Linked DNA regions of Gossypium hirsutum: regions 2 and 3 are each linked to region 1. The links are chromatin contacts, called in public Hi-C maps. All regions are on one chromosome and are shown on one strand. Each heading gives the region's core, a stretch centred on a gene start, on an enhancer-like site or on the middle of the called end of the contact. The rest is flanking DNA. Distances are from core to core; before and after follow the strand shown.

Region 1 (3,061 bases), core at 362-2,861:
CAAAATTTTTAGTAACACGATAGTTCAAAGAATACATATATTTTTTGAGGGATGGACGAGTTTTTTTTATAGGTCAAGTTGAGTTATGTATAAATTAGTGGGGCATTATATATTTTGTCCTAATTATTTGTAGTCTAATGAGAAATTGTAATGATATCTTGATTTAATTTTAGTAAAGGGATTAAAATGAAAAGTAGAGGGACTTTTAGTAGACGTTGTTTTTATGTTATGAACTTATTTTAATATTTATAATAATTGAACGTCTACATGTGTTAAAGCACTAAATAATTAAATAAAATATAAATGTTTAACTTTGTTTTAATTTGAAATTATTTAAATATTTACAAAAATTTAACGTTTCCCCGTGTTAAAGCAATAAATAATTAAATAAACAATAAGCGTTTTAATAATAAATTTGAAAATGAACTTTAAATGGACAAATTGAATAGACTTTTAAGTAAATTTTTTTAAAATATAGTATTTTCAATCTCATCCAATACACAGTTGTACTAATACACACGTGGATTTATAATTTTAAAATCTTACTTTTTAGCTCTCGAAGTTTTGGATCTACTTTTTAGCTCTCGAAGTTTTTGGTTGGGCATACCAACCTAACTCCTAAATATAAATATGGCTCACAACAGCAAGTTAGGTTATACATAACTTGATTTTATTTATTAATGAACATCATGTGTTGTTTTTTTTTTAACAAATATTTTCAAAAGTATGGCAAAATTAAAAAATCTTCTTATGCCAATTTTACAAGAGTAATTCCAAAAGACTTTGTTAGAAGATTTTATTTCTGGGAAATTAAGATAATAAGTATTATATAAGTAGATGTATCGTTTTTATTTAGATAGCGATGCGTGCTATCGGTATCTTTCGGTGTATTATTTTAAATTTATAGGTATTTTTTATATATTATTGCTGTACACCAATTATCACCAATACGAAACCTAGGTAAGATCTGGGTCGTCTACCAGTGTCCCGGCCAAGCTCTATCAGATGTGTGAGGTGTACAACGAAGAGACATCTAGGGGAGCTCACAATATCAGCTCGCATGGGCTGAGAGGAGTTCGCGGCCCTAGCTCGGATATACCCAAAGAGTTTACACATAGGGGACCGTGAGGCCTAAGAGGCGACCCAGAACGATACACATGTTCAACATGCCCGATGCCTGTTCAAAATATCAATCCTATGAATAGTGGGGTCAAGTCCATGAACAATGGAGTCAAATCATGAACAGTAATAATATGTATAAATACTCGAATATTCCCTTTAATAAGATACACAGAAAATTACTCAACAATTATATAAACACATATAATATATTTATATACAAATAAAAATTTAAAATTATTAATTAATTTCAATAAATTAATTAAATGGTTATATATATTAATTTCAATAAATTAATTAAATGGTTATATATAAATTTTTATGTAATTATAAAAATTAATTTCAAATATTAAAATATCGTGTTAATTAGTAAGTTGGTATACAACAATACAAACTGATATTAATCAAAACTACTTGTTATGATTAACTACAATGTATAAAATCCAACCCGTTCAATTTAATTAATTTTTTATATAATACTTACTTTTACTAATAAATCTTCAAAGTCATAATTTAGAGAAAATAGGGGTTTAATATTAGGATAACAAGAGGATGAAAATAAAAAAATATAAAAAAAGATTTTAATAAAGGTTGGAAAAATGCTCTCGACTTCTTCTGCTAGCTTTGCGAATGGGAATGGAGAATATATCTCCATTGTTGAAGATTCAAATACAAAGAAAGTTCGTTTTAAGGACACGGATGCGGCCCTGGAGGATGTGATGGTGGTGGATCCTTTACCAGTGTCTCCGTTGTCGTGGAAGGACAAGTTATTGGGGAAGGATAATCTCAACCAGGATCACAAGAACGAAGTCCAGCTTGCTGCTGATAGTTTTTTTCTTTCCAATCAGGATGTGAAGAAGTCTATTGTAGATGGTGTCCCCTCTATAGACTTCTTTGATATAGTGTACTAGATCCTGGAGAAGGAAATGTCTACTTCGATTATTCTCAAGATGCTGGGCAGGAATATTGGAATTTCAACACTACAAAATAAACTCTATGGGATTTGGAGACCGTCGAAACCAGTTCAATTAATGAACATTGAAAATGGTTATTTCTTTGCAAAATTTCAGAATTCTATTGATTATGACCAGGTACTCTCCCAGGGGCCGTGGGTTATATTCGGCCATTATCTTACTGTCTAGCCATGGTCGATCGACTTTAACTCCAATCTTCCTTATCCTAACTTGATCCAAACTTGAATTCGTTTCCCTGGACTTCCTAGTCACCTGTATAAAAGACAGATTCTCTTGGAAATTGGGAGTATGATTGGCAAGATTACAAAGCTGGATATCAACACGGATAGTAGGGCAAGGGGACGATACGCTCGTATCGCAGTGTTTGTTAATTTTGGGAGGCCTTTGATCTCTAGGATTCTCATCAACGATAATCCGCAAAGAATAGAATATGAAAAATTACCTGTTATGTGTTTTAAGTGTGGTCGTTACGGTCATACTAATGAAACATGCTCGTTGACTATTTCGTCTATAGGGGCAGTCGAGAATGAGGGTCCATCGAAGCAGGCTACTGTAGCGACTGCAACGACTGAAAAAGGAAAATATGGGCCTTGGATGTTGGTGGAGTGGAAATCTAGACGTGGAAATTTGGAAGGTGCGAAGAAATGTAACAATTTGAAAAAAGAAGAAAATTCGGGATTACGTTTCCATTCTTTGGCAGGTTTGGAGATAAGTTCCTTGGAGCAAGAATCTACAAAGAACCCTAAATCGTCACTGGAAAGTAAAAATAAAGGAATATTAATTGACTCTGATGTTAATGTGATTACAGGTAGGAAAGTTGTAGGGAACAGTCTTAATAAAGCCAATCTGAACTGGCCTATTATTAAGCCTCAAAAGGGACAGGCCCGATCATCTAAGTCCAACACTGAAATGATTGCCCACTCCACGGGTGTGAATAAGAAGGGCTTGGAGAACCCGATAGCTTTAAG
Region 2 (3,061 bases), core at 314-2,813, 350 kb before region 1:
AATTATATGGAGTTGTTTGAGACTTGCTAACATAGAGAAGATCTATATCAATCCCTATAAAAACAACCACATTATACGTTGAATACAATATAATAATAATGAATAAAAAAATGGACTTTTGACAGCTAAGAGTGTAGTGTTCCAATTCAATATGATATCCACGATCTAAAGGATTAAATAAGGTGAACCAATTCGATCCAATCTCCAAACTATGTTTCTCCAATTGATATGATCTTCATTGATGGACTAGATATCATCCATATACTCAACAGAACCTATAAATATCATTCAATAAATTGCCAACATTTCAAATATGAAAACTATCTCAAACAACTCCAATGGTAAAGGAGTGAGAACTCCCTTGGCACTCTATTGCCATTTCTATATTTTTCAACAATCTTCCCTTTTAGCAATTTTTTGAACAAAACATACACAATGGAGGAAGCTATAACATCAAGTAACCTTAGCTCCCCCTTAACATATTGTCATTACTATTTTTTATTTTTTTTTTTGAGATAGATTGACATTTAGACCCTATATGGCACATATGATGATAAAGAAATAGGGAAATAATGGCAGGTTGAATGTGCGGAAGTAGTGGTATAAATAAAACACCAATGTTCACAAGCTATTTGTGCTTGACTCCAAATAAAATGCTCAAATTTGATTCGGTAATTATCGAGTTGAGCTTGCACTCAAGCAACTTAAGCTATTAATCAAGTTGAATTTGAGCATCGTAATATTCAATTTGAATGGTTCTGACTCTAATTGAGCTTTTCATTTTAATATATTATATATGAAATCACATTTTTACTCTTATTATATAAAAATAGCTTAAGTATGAACGAGCTTAATTGAGTTGAAGTTCAAGTTAAAGTTTGATGTTGAGTACAAAAATTAAGAAACAAGCCTAATAAAGCTCAAGTTTAAAATTGATGTCTGATTAAACTTGAATCGAATATCGAGCCTTAAATTTCGAGCCAAACTTGAGCTTGAACTTGTGTTTTCCACTATTTAAGTTTCGCTCAACTCAACTACACTATTTTGTTAAATGATAGAATAATGTACATTCATACAAGTACATATAATTATTGAGTTCAATTAACCAATTTATGAGTTATTAAGTTGAATTAACAAATGTTGTTTTTCTTTATGTTAAAAATTCATAATATAAAACTTCAGAACTTAAAGATTTATCGGGCCAATATTTTTAATAAAAGTTACGAGGGTAACTCTACTTATTAGAGAATTTCCATTTCATAGACAATAATGTCTTTATTAAAGCAAAAAGAGTTGGATTGTTTAACTAAATTCTCAATAAAAGATTAGTGGTGCACAGAATGATGGTATCTGCAAAAATGGGGTTGGGATTTATTGGGCCCCACCGCAAGCCCACGTCCATAAAACGACAAACTAGGGAGAACGTGTGACTAAAACAGGAACATATACGCGTACATATTTTTAATATTTTATGAAAATAAGAGAGAATATTTAATTCATGTCGTAAGAGCCGAAAGGAACATCAAGACTCGGCTCACATGGTCCCTTCTATATCTCTTCTTCCCATCATTCATGCCTCTCTCTCCCCTTCCATTTTTTTTTTGTTACATCAATCATAACTTTTCATTCCTTTGAACACAAACCCAAGAAAATAAAGAGTGACTTCCTTCCTTCCTCCCTGCGTTTTTGTTCTCCATTTAGCTTAAGAAATTTATACACATTTTCTTATGAAACATACGGAGCCAAGGAGCTGCAAAGAGTTTTCTATGGTGAAATGGAGGATGAGGAGGAGGCGGACTGCTTGCAGTGGCGGAGGCAGCACCGGTGGTCGATCAGTTAGAATGAAGATCAAAAGGTTGCAAAAGCTAATTCCGGGAGGGCAATTGATGCAACCGGATCGCCTGTTCTTGAGGACGGCAGATTATATACTGCATTTGCGCTTACAACTTAATCTTCTGCAAGCTCTTTCCAAGATTTACCAACCCTCAATTTAATCTCTCCTTTTCTTTTTATAAGGGTAAAGGTAAAAGTTATTTAAAGATTGAACGATGTTAACTAAAGACTCCAATAATTCAGTCGACATTAATATTCAAATATTTATGTAGATTATATATAATATAGAATTTAGATGGCATTTGCTGCCTTGCCATATACAAATGTACTCTCTTCCTCCTTTTTTTTTTCCTTATAGTAATTATATTTGAAGGTTAAGGTTTTCTCCTAAGAAGTTGGTTTATTCTTCTCTTTTAGTTTGTTAATATTGGTGGTTTTAATTTCCTCTGGAATTCATGCATGTGGGCTACCCATCTGCTGGAATTTCCAGCCTTTGCTCCTTCTTTCTTTCTCGTTTGTTGACTAAATTACACTTATGTTTGTTTAAGTACATTGTGGACATCAAAATTATTGAGCCATTAACTTCTGTTAAGTGTGTAACAATAAGTTGATGTCGAATTTTTTTAATTAGTCCCAATAATTTTAATTTTTCTTTTCTTTTAACTTTCCTTTTTCTTTTTCTTTTAGCTTTCCAGAACGTAAATAACCAAAATCCCCTCCCTAAAACGAAATATAAAACATCAAAACTCATTCTTAAATTCAATCTCAACAAGAAGAAAAGTAAACCCATTATTTATTATTCATGGAAATGTATAAATTTCTCTTTCTTCACTGATACGAAGTGTTCTTTTCATTTTCTTTATCTGCTTAAAGGATTCTCTGCTAAATGCAATTCTTAACTATGTTTAGTTTTATTTTTGACATATTTTCTTAGATGCCACTACATCGATGAGTAATTGAAATTTCTATTTTCTAATAACAGAGTTCTATGTTTGCTTGTTTGGTATATTTTAAGCTAATTGGATTTTATTTGCAACGAGGTTGATTTCTATTATTTTTACTGCTGACGTTCAAAATAAAACGTAACCTTCTTTCTCTTTTAGTTTCGAGCTGGGTTTTAGGAAGTGTTTTTTTTTTGGTCTGAATTGCTTCATTCTGACAATTGTTTATTGTAATCTTTTCTTTTCTTTTTTTTTCTCATTTTCTATTATTTTGATCTCTCTCACTG
Region 3 (3,061 bases), core at 284-2,783, 290 kb after region 1:
TTTCTCTCTGAAAGCATTTCAGAATCTGGCCACTAGTCCGGCAAGCCTCCACAATGGCCGCCGGTTGTCGGCGACGGCTTCGCCATCTACAGTGACCGAAAAATACAAAAAACCCCTTTTTGGTCGTTTCGGCTCCCTTAGCCTAAATTTGGGATTGGTTTTTCCCAAAAACCCACCGAATCGCAGAAATCTCGAAGAAACCTTTCGATTTTTGAGTTTAAAAAACTTCTTGTTAGAGCCATCTTTCATTGGAGATAGCGACCTCGGCCTCTCTCGATGGTGGAACGCAAATCGTCAGGTAAGTTCCTTCTTTTCCTCTTTATTTTATGTGTTTTTCTTATATTACATAAAAAATTCGAAAAATAAATAAAAGAAAAAAATAAATCACCTTTCTTGATTTTTTGATTGTTTTTTTGTATTTTTCTCTGTTGTTCAAAAAAAAAATTCCAATACAAATCCATTCTCTGTTGTTCAAATAAAAATTCCAATACATGAGCATAGTATTGAGTGTGGTAAGGTATACATCAATAAAGAAGCAATGATAAGTGAAATGACCAATAAAGATAAAACGGAGCTTAGTACATTAACATTACACCATAATAAATTAGGGGCTTTTTTAATTAAGTAGCCCAGATTATTTAAGAGACGATACAACTAATGAAGTTGTGAGTAAACTTTTAAAGAATGGAACTAGATATAATGACTCATAAATTAATCGGGAAGATAGTGATGGACCGACTCAATAAAAAAAAAAAGAAGATAATAAGGGTCTATAATTAAAATTAAGGAAAATAAAAACTCTTGAAGAGATTGTTAAAAACTAAAGAAAAAAAGAAAAGAGCAAATGGAGGAGAGAGTTGCATTCAACAGTTATCAAAAATAGAGAAAGTCTTTTATTGATTCTAATATTCAAACCATAAGAGATTTTTGTGCAAAAATTGTTCAAGGGCTAATGTAATCAACCCTTGGATAATGAAAATAGATATAAAAAATTTAAAATTAATGGAGAAAGTAGTGATTAGCCGACTTATAAAATAATTGAAAAGGATAAAGTTTTATAATTAAAATTAAGGAAAGTAAAAACTCTGATACACTTATTATCAGAAACTTGAGAAAAAATAGAGAGTTGTAAAGTTGTATTCATCGATTAATAAAAGTGAGAAATATGTGAATGAGTCTTTTATTAATTTCGATATTCAAAACTATAAAATGTAAATGAGGCAGAAAGTGTACATTAATACACTAGCGTTACACGTGACATGGCTCTCGTGCGTTTACCAAATAGCCAAATTTACAGAACTGGGCTTAAAGGCCCTTTTGAGCTGTAAGCCAAGTCCATTTCAAGAGTTAAATGAAACGCTGCGTGCGTTGAGCGAATAGCCAAATCACTAGCAAAAGCAGGTGAGGTGAGCATCCGGAAGCAAAACTTTTTTCCCAAATTTGTATAATTAAAAATCATTATGATAAGACGCCCCACCACATGACCGTTGCCCCAACGTTCCAAAAATTCCAAAATTTAAAAACCTTTGCTTTCCCAAACTCAAAACTTACCGTTCGCTAACGTCTTATCCTACCCCCAAAACAAACTCTCCTTCTTTCTTTCACTTCTTTTATGCCTTGAGATCTTTTTCAATTCAGGGAAGTTAGATTAGAGATTATGGCGGCATTGGCACCTGGGATTTTGCTGAAATTACTCAATGGGATGAACACTGGGGTGAAGCCAACTAGTGAACATAGGAGTTCGCTTTTGCAGGTCACTGATATTGTGCCGGCTGATCTTGATGAGAAGAACCTTTGGCCTAAACATGGCTTTTACATCAAGGTCTCCGATTCTTCGCATTCCATTTACGTTAGTCTTCCTTCAGACCAAGATGATTTTGTTCTTAGCAACAAAATGCAACTTGGGCAGTTCATTTATGTTGATAGATTGGAGCCTGGCTCTCCTGTTCCTGTTGTTAAAGGTGCAAAGCCCCTCCCTGGAAGGCATCCTTTAGTTGGGACACCCGAGCCTTTAATGGGTTTAAGAAGAAAAGGGGAGAAAAGTGAGCAAAAACAAGAGTCTAAGCTACATAGAAGAGGTTCTTGGGGCAAGGGTGTTAATGGGACTGATGAGATCTCTTCTCCTTTAGTTTTAAAGCCGGTACCTTTAGATTTTGATCAATGTACTCCGGTGAAAGAGCGGTCTAATCTGGTGAGAACTCCGATGATGTCTCCGATGATAAGAAGGGTAGGGAAAGATGGAAATGTTAGTGGTGGTATAAGGTGCTCTTTTGGTGGGGGATTGTTGGCAAAAATGATGGATACAAAAGGAGAAAGTCCAGCTTTGCTTAGAAAAAGCTGTGCTGCACCTTCCTCGGCTTCAAAGTTTCCAAGGAGCAAAAGTGTCATCGACCGGGAGCCTAGAATCCCAAACAGTCCTCTCATCTCAGCTGTAGGTACACTTTTTCCCCCTTTTTTTCCATTTAAAAATTTGCCATGTTTTTCTCCATATTAACTTTTTCAAGGGTGTTTTTTTGTCTTTGATTATACAATTCAAATTTCAGCCATTGCAGGAAAAGAAAAGTTCAACACCACCACCAAGTTTAAAGCGTGGAAGGGTGGCGGCTGCCCAACAACCAGAATCTCAGCTTGATAATAACTCAGCCATCGATAACAGCAAAAGTCTAACCATGAATTTGCCTGGGAAACTTGGCATTCTGGGCAAGGTGAGTTTAAGGCTCATGCTAACCATACTCAATTCTGTCAAGGGTTTTCGCTTAAATTTGACATTCGTGGTTCAACAGGAAGCTGTTCAGCAACGACAAACGGCTCAGAAGATTGCTCTTCAAGCACTAAGAGATGTCACTGCCACAGAGAATCTAGTTCGCTCTCTCAAGTATGTCCTTTCCTTTCCTTTAGTTTTTTTTTTTTTTGTTCTTTCCAATTTTGTTGTATGTTTAATAATTTTTGAGTTTATATACTTTGGCTGGTGATTGCAGGATGTTTTCCAACTTAAGCAAATCAGCAAAACCAGATGCTCCAGCAGCATGCTTCGATCAGTTTCTGGAATTTCACGCCCAAA

The links. Hi-C and Micro-C count contacts between places; a contact is called where the count stands out from the background.
Region 2: a contact with region 1 is called in a Hi-C map of leaf, with 2.3 times the contacts expected there. The contact joins the promoter of LOC107886604 here to the promoter of LOC107886611 in region 1. A contact is called at or near these places in 3 of 34 Hi-C or Micro-C datasets (callus and leaf).
Region 3: a contact with region 1 is called in a Hi-C map of leaf, with 2.2 times the contacts expected there. The contact joins the promoter of LOC107886577 here to the promoter of LOC107886611 in region 1. A contact is called at or near these places in 3 of 34 Hi-C or Micro-C datasets (all in leaf).

What each region holds. Positions count from the first base shown.
Region 1 is chrA03:99,621,187-99,624,247 of Gossypium_hirsutum_v2.1, reverse strand. It overlaps LOC107886611, which reads left to right and starts at 1,611. Exons shown (of 3, transcript XM_016810636.2): 1 at 1,611-3,061. The coding sequence starts at 2,382.
Region 2 is chrA03:99,971,382-99,974,442 of Gossypium_hirsutum_v2.1, reverse strand. LOC107886604 (transcription factor PAR1) reads left to right here and starts at 1,563. Exons shown (of 1, transcript XM_016810622.2): 1 at 1,563-2,156. The coding sequence starts at 1,728. The coding sequence ends at 1,994.
Region 3 is chrA03:99,328,092-99,331,152 of Gossypium_hirsutum_v2.1, reverse strand. It overlaps LOC107886577, which reads left to right and starts at 1,533. Exons shown (of 4, transcript XM_016810578.2): 1 at 1,533-2,431; 2 at 2,553-2,705; 3 at 2,784-2,875; 4 at 2,979-3,061. The coding sequence starts at 1,658.